Regions from separate parts of the Anas platyrhynchos genome. Here region 2 is linked to region 1. The links are chromatin contacts, called in public Hi-C maps. All regions are on one chromosome and are shown on one strand. The core of a region is the stretch at or near the end of the contact, and the rest is flanking DNA. Distances in the headings are between cores, read along the strand shown. Region 1 holds the start of EPAS1 (endothelial PAS domain protein 1). Region 2 overlaps PRKCE (protein kinase C epsilon).

What was found. Hi-C and Micro-C count contacts between places; a contact is called where the count stands out from the background.
Region 2: a contact with region 1 is called in a Hi-C map of liver, with 4 times the contacts expected there. The contact joins the enhancer-like site here to the promoter of EPAS1 in region 1. A contact is called at or near these places in 2 of 8 Hi-C or Micro-C datasets (liver and skeletal muscle).

Annotation. Positions count from the first base shown.
Region 1 is chr3:39,410,853-39,413,953 of IASCAAS_PekinDuck_T2T, reverse strand. It overlaps EPAS1 (endothelial PAS domain protein 1), which reads left to right and starts at 1,591. Exons shown (of 17, transcript XM_038177629.2): 1 at 1,591-1,700. The coding sequence starts at 1,606.
Region 2 is chr3:39,469,959-39,473,059 of IASCAAS_PekinDuck_T2T, reverse strand. The region is part of intron 11 of PRKCE (protein kinase C epsilon); the gene reads left to right. Among named protein-coding and RNA genes, the nearest start is that of EPAS1, 59 kb to the right of the region's middle. Within about 2 kb of position 1,434, at least 1 of the 8 cell types and tissues checked has an H3K27ac peak or open chromatin away from gene starts, as enhancers often do.

The sequences.
Region 1 (3,101 bases), core at 342-2,841:
CAGTCTCAGGTCTTGAGAGGAAAGAGAGTTCTCAAATTCCCTGGAGTGGAAGCACAGACAATGTGGAATTCAGTATCTCAAAGATCCCTGCAAAAATATTAAGCTATTTGCAGCCCATTCTCCTCAATAATATGGAAATTTCTGTCATGTGTGTGTTCCTTTGGGTTTGGACCATTTCTGGTTATTTTCCCACTGATATTATTAATTTACTTTTCTTTCAACATAATTTTGTTTCTTCTTTCTATTATTTTTTTTTTTCCTCCAGTTCATGACAACAGCTGGAGATTGAGCTGTTGGGTGAGATTCCCTCCTACATTGGACAGTTTTACCCATTGACCTAGTGCCTGCTGTGACTTTGGTTAAGATAATACAATTCATTCAGTGTTATTCACAGCAGGAGCAGCAAAGAAATTGTTTCATTACAGGAGCACAGAACAATGATAATACTACCAACTGTATATAAACACAGAGCACTAGTTACCCACCAGCCAATACTTAATGGAGGTAGAAGACTGGGTGGATTTCCTCAGCTACTGCCATCTGCCAAAACGCATCCTGAAAGAACAGACGTCCAATGTTGTGCTTTGAAAGTTCCAAAACTTGTGATCCAACTGCTGAATTCATATCCCCCAGACTGTAAATCACAGCTCTCCCAGGCTGCAAAATGATACCAGCTGACTGCAGCCTGAGTGAGTGAAAAGGGTTGCATCAGACTCCAGAAACAGTGAAGTAATTCATCTCTTTGATTTGGCAAAATGTTTTAAAAGGTACAAACACTGACTGAAAGAAAATGCTGGCATTCTGCCTTGCTTTACTACCTCACTCTCTTTTTCTTTCCCACAACCCCTCTCTCCCCTCACTGCAAAAAGTAAGCATTTTAAAGGAAACAGATTTACCAAAATTACAATCCTGCATGTGAGCCAGCCAGTTTTCACAGCATTGCAGTCATTAGCATGTGCTGCTGGAACGTACCACTTTGGATATCAAAGAGAGATTTGATCGGGAAGCTAAGGGTGTTCTGGGCAGCCACATTTGTCCCCCGGTTTGCTTTGAAAGCTAGTTTCCATGTGCAATAAAAGTAGCCATACACTTTTGTGCGACTGCTATCCAACACCCACAATGAGTGATTATAAGTGAAAGGAACTACTGATTCACTTAGTCATCTTCTATCACAGATGCCCAATGACCAAACACTAATTGACTCTTTGAAATTGTTTTCAAAGTAGATCTATGTGTGCAGGGGGAAAAAATTACCCTAAATGCTTGTGGTTTTGTCGGTAGCTGTTGTGACTACTGATCAGTCCTCTGCTATTCTTCAGCAATGAGAAATGTGTTTGAGTTTCACAGTGGAAAAAGACAGATGAATTGGCCTTGCAAACTTATCCCTAAATTAAGAAATCCATATTGATCTCGCAGTTACCAATAAAAAACCACGATGTGGGGAATTTGTTCTGTGATAGCACTGTGTATCACACAGAGAGCAATAAAGAGCACACCAGATTGTGTCTCCTGCTAGGGGTTTAACAGGAGTAAACCAACCCAGGTGATTCTCAAACTTAGGACTTTGAGACCAGGAAGTCCCAAATACAATTGCTCTGATTCCTAATGCATTTGCACTGTAAATTTGCCCCAGGGAAACTGCTGAGCTCATTAGAAGAGGGACCTTTCCATCTGCTTTTCCCCACAACTTCTGGAATAAGGTCAGTGCTCTGCTACCTCTCCTTTCCTCTTGAGACTGCTCAATGAGGAAAACTAATCTCTTACTCCTGGCTTGGGAGAGGGTGAGAAGACCCCTGGCACTGGGTCTTCTATTGTTTTTAGGTGACCAGTGGCCCTTTTCCTGATGGCGTTGGGTTGTGCAGGTCACTCCCTCCGCCAGTTTGCGCTGCTGGTGAGAGCCCAGCAGCTGCTTCTTCTGACCTCCGCGTGGCTGGAGCCTCCTGTTGTTTCGCCCTACCCTGCCTTGCCCCCCCTGGAGCGTACGAGCCATTCTCTCCTGCCACAGGGCAGAGGGAGCCTGGGGCAGGGTGAGAACCAGTGCACACTTGCTTCACAGGTGCAGGTCACCCGCATTGTATTTGGAGTATTGATGATATTCCTGTGCTGGGAACAGTAGAGGTGCAGTGCGTTTACTAGAGACCTGAGAGTTATGTTTTTTGAACAAGTGAGGCCCTTAACAGTATTATTTGGAGTGCAGCACTAGGAGGTATCTAGCTAGGATTTAATCATGTGTCTTCTCCACAGTGTGCTGCTAGTTATGCTATACCCCTTTCCCCCCAGCCTTTATTTTCCTCTTCCTGTGTTTTCTTTCAGCCAATAGAAACTTGAAAGCTATAAAAAGAAAGGATTTTTTTTTTACAAGGATCTAGAAGTGCACAGTTTTTCCTCTTATTGTAAGTTTTAATATTGCTGATATCCATCAAATTTACTTGTTGCTTGACATGTCAGTGTGAATATATACAACTCTCTTTCCTGAGGATAGCTGAAGTGACAGATGATTTCATTGTTGGGTGTACAATAGGCATAAGTACAATGGAAAAGAAGGGCTGACATCTGCTATGGTGATATGTTTTCAAAAACATGTATTGTCATCCCTTTCTTTTGTGTGTTATGCAATGATAATTAGGAGTGGCAAAGTGAGCATCAGTTTGACTGCTTTGCAGTGATTCAGAGTTTCTACTCAACAATCTGTATAAGTGCCTTCCAGGGTCTGACAGTGTAGCAAGCATATTCAGATGCCACATCTTTCTCTTTCTGAAGCGGTGTGCTAAATGTGCAAAGATGGTAAAGGATCTGCACTTTATATGAACTGTAATCTAGTTCCTTCCAAAGGCCAGCTCCAGGCACCTCCATTCTGTCCATGCAATGCCCACATATTGATCCACCCTGGAAAAGCCTCAGGTTAATTTTCTATGTCATGTGTTTTTTTTTTTTTCTCTCCTGGCTTTCTCTGTACGCTGAGCATGAAGTTTCCATGATGTTTCACACCCACAGAATGCCATGCCAGTGAAGACTGTAATACTGTAATGGCCGTTCAATGACTAACCTGTTTCTGAAGAATAATCTTTACATCTCTGCTGAATTTGACTCATACTGCCCAT
Region 2 (3,101 bases), core at 185-2,684, 59 kb before region 1:
TGTTTTAGCAAGAAGAACCATCTAAAATTGAAAGCACTTTTATTAGTGTGTTTTTATGTGAAATAAGAATATTTAGAAAGTCTGACTTCAGTGGTGGTTGTATGATTCAGTGCAACCTTGGCAGAGTAATGAGGAGTTATATTTACACTGATGAAAATGCTGCATGGTCAGTGGTTAACACGTTAAAAGTCATCATTCTCCCAAGTTACCTCACCATGTTATTTCTGAATAGTAGTAACCAAATAAAATTCCCTTCCCCCACTTTCTTTGGCCGTTTAAAACACAAAGCTCAAACTCGGAGGCACTTAGGCAGTGTGTTAGTTTAAGTGTGTTTGTAACTATGTAAAGATTATCTTATTGGTAATCTAAGCAATTAAAGTTTAAATTGCTGCTTGAGCTATGGCTCATGAAGGAGGGCAAGAAACACCACATACCTCATATAGCATATATAGACCTAAGCCCAGGAATATCCCGCGCTCTACCCCTTTCCCTCATAAACTGCCCGTTACAGGAGTCTGCTACAGAGAAGGCACAGTCTGCTTCTGGCTCCAGTGAGCAACAACCTATTTCCATCACCCTCGGTAAAGGCAGGAAGCAAGGCGTGAATTGTGCGGCTGTGTGTGTGTGTGCGGCTGAGTCCCAGTGCACCTGGGGACAGTTGCCGAAGTCGTGCCACTGGCCCAGAGCTCCTGGCAGGATTTGCACCCTGGCTACATGTGTGCTCTGCTCTGCACGGTCTAGTTTCCCAAACCGGGTGTGAGCTCTGATGGGATTTTATTCAGTGGCCTCCTGCCCTTTTTGCACATTTTCTTGCTGTGTCTAGGCAGGCCAGCGGTCGTGAAAGGCATAAATAAGCAGGATGTCTTCCCGCAGGAAAAGGCAGTGGGCTGGGGTGGAGAGGAGCCGGGCCGAGGGAGATGTGAAGCAGGAAGAAGGGTTGGTTCCCAGGCTTCTGGCATTCGGACCAAGGGAGTCCACCCTGCCATCTGCCTAGCTTCTGCATTGTGCTAAAGGCTGCTGTCATATAGGAGCGCCTTTGACAAGGTTTCCAGCTGTGGAAGGACGAGTAAAGACTGTGGGAATAGGATATGAACCCCGTGGTCTTGCCAGCAGTAAAATGCTTTCTAAATTTCTCCTGGTTTTGGAACATAAGAAAGTCCTTAGTTGGCTCTCACGTAGGAGTTGGGTCTGAGAGGCACAGTGCTGGGCAGTTAATATTTAGAAGGCCAGAGCAGCAACATTGACCTCATCTGGGGAAAGACAAGGTACTTCCAGGGGGAGTTCCCAGTAGCAAGGTCAGCATTGTTTTTTCGCTTCTTGTTTATTTGGTGCAAGATTTTCTTGTTTAATGACCGTTTGTATAGTGCTGTATTGTGTAAATAAAGCTATGACCTTTACCTTCTGATAACAGTATAGGAGTGAGTTAATGTTAAATGAGAGAAGGCAGGGAGTGGGAATCTGCCCGGGTTAATGCCAAGTTTACATTCCTGTGAGGGCAGCCATGTTCCGGTACGCTCAGTAGAAAGGGCGACAGCACTTCTGAGCAGATAATAGCAGCAAAATGCTATAGATCATATTTATATTTACTTCTAGATGAATGTCAGTGATTTTAGATGATTGATGTCCATCCTTTATTTTTATAACAGGAAAAAATGTGTTATCTTTCTGCATTTGATAAGAAGATTTTAACTGAGAGAAGACTATACAAAATAAAAATCCAAAGGAGTTACAGTACATGTAAAATTGAATTTTACTGACATAAGGCAATCCCTGCAGCTTTCCTAAAACACCGAGGCATTGCTTTGTTTCTACAGAAGCGTGTACACCAGTTCCAAACAAAGTCATATTCTTCAAACAATTTTCTAACAGAAGAAAAATAATGTTTTTTTGTTTCTCATTGCATTAAAACTCTGAAGGTCCCTCCTAAATGTGATTCTGTCAAAAGACAAAAGTTTGGACTGGATTTTGCTGTGCCCTTCAATCAAGTCTGTCTTCATGCAATGGAAAATATTTCTATATCCCAGTTCTAGTGATGTTGAAACTATGTCACGTTAAGGGTGAGGCTTTGCCTTTTTGCATGCTATTGAATGCATCTGCCAAAGTCTCTCAGTAATACAGAGAAGGGCACAGCAAACATGGTTCTAAGGTGACAGGCATTTCACAAAGTTTTTGTCACGATCTTAAGATGCAACAGAAAAGTTGGAGAGTACTGCAGTGTGTTAGATGAAAACATGCAAGGAATTCTATTTGGTGTTTTAAAACTGATATTAGAAATACTAAACCTTTAAAAATTGGATGATACACTTGAATATAGACATTTACATACAACTTTTTGTATGTAAATACCAGAACCTTGCTACTTTTGCTTCAAGATTTACATTTATTCTCTTTGCCCACTTTATCCCCTGCTTTAAGCTCCCTCCTTTTTGTAAAAAGGCTTATCAGTTAGACACTGCTCCAGCAAACATTTCTGCCTGCAGATCACTGTCCTCATAGGCTGATTTCCATTTGGTGACATTATTCACACTTACATAGTGCACAGCTTCCTGGATGGCTTGGGACCCTTCACCTGAATTTTCATGTTGCAAATGTGCTTATTTTAAAATAAACTCTTTATTATTAAAAAACATACGTTATTTTGATTACCTCTGCAAAAGTATATGGAAAATAAATAAAAATTTAGCCAATCTGAAAGGTAAAGTAACTGATTTATCATTTGAAACTTTTGAAAACTTTAAAAATGCCCATTTAGCTGACCACTTGTACTCTTACATAAGAAATAAGAAATAATAATGCTTGCCAGGAGATTAACTAAAATGTACTAATGAGGTAAAACAGCGAAAATGCATCCAGTAAGAAACCCAGCATTTTGGGGAATATTTCAAAGTCTTTGCTGTTACTAGAATAAACAGTACTGGGATTACATCAGAAGGACCTTGGACAGACTAGGTGCAGTCTAACGAGGGGAATCAGAAAGTGGAACAGAATAGGTCAGGTGGTCATTATCGTGCTGAAAATGACCTGAAAGGCGAAGAGTGACAAATGGTAAAGATGTTAGAGTTGCTTAGCGTATCTTCTTGTATCAAAACTGATGCCTGCCC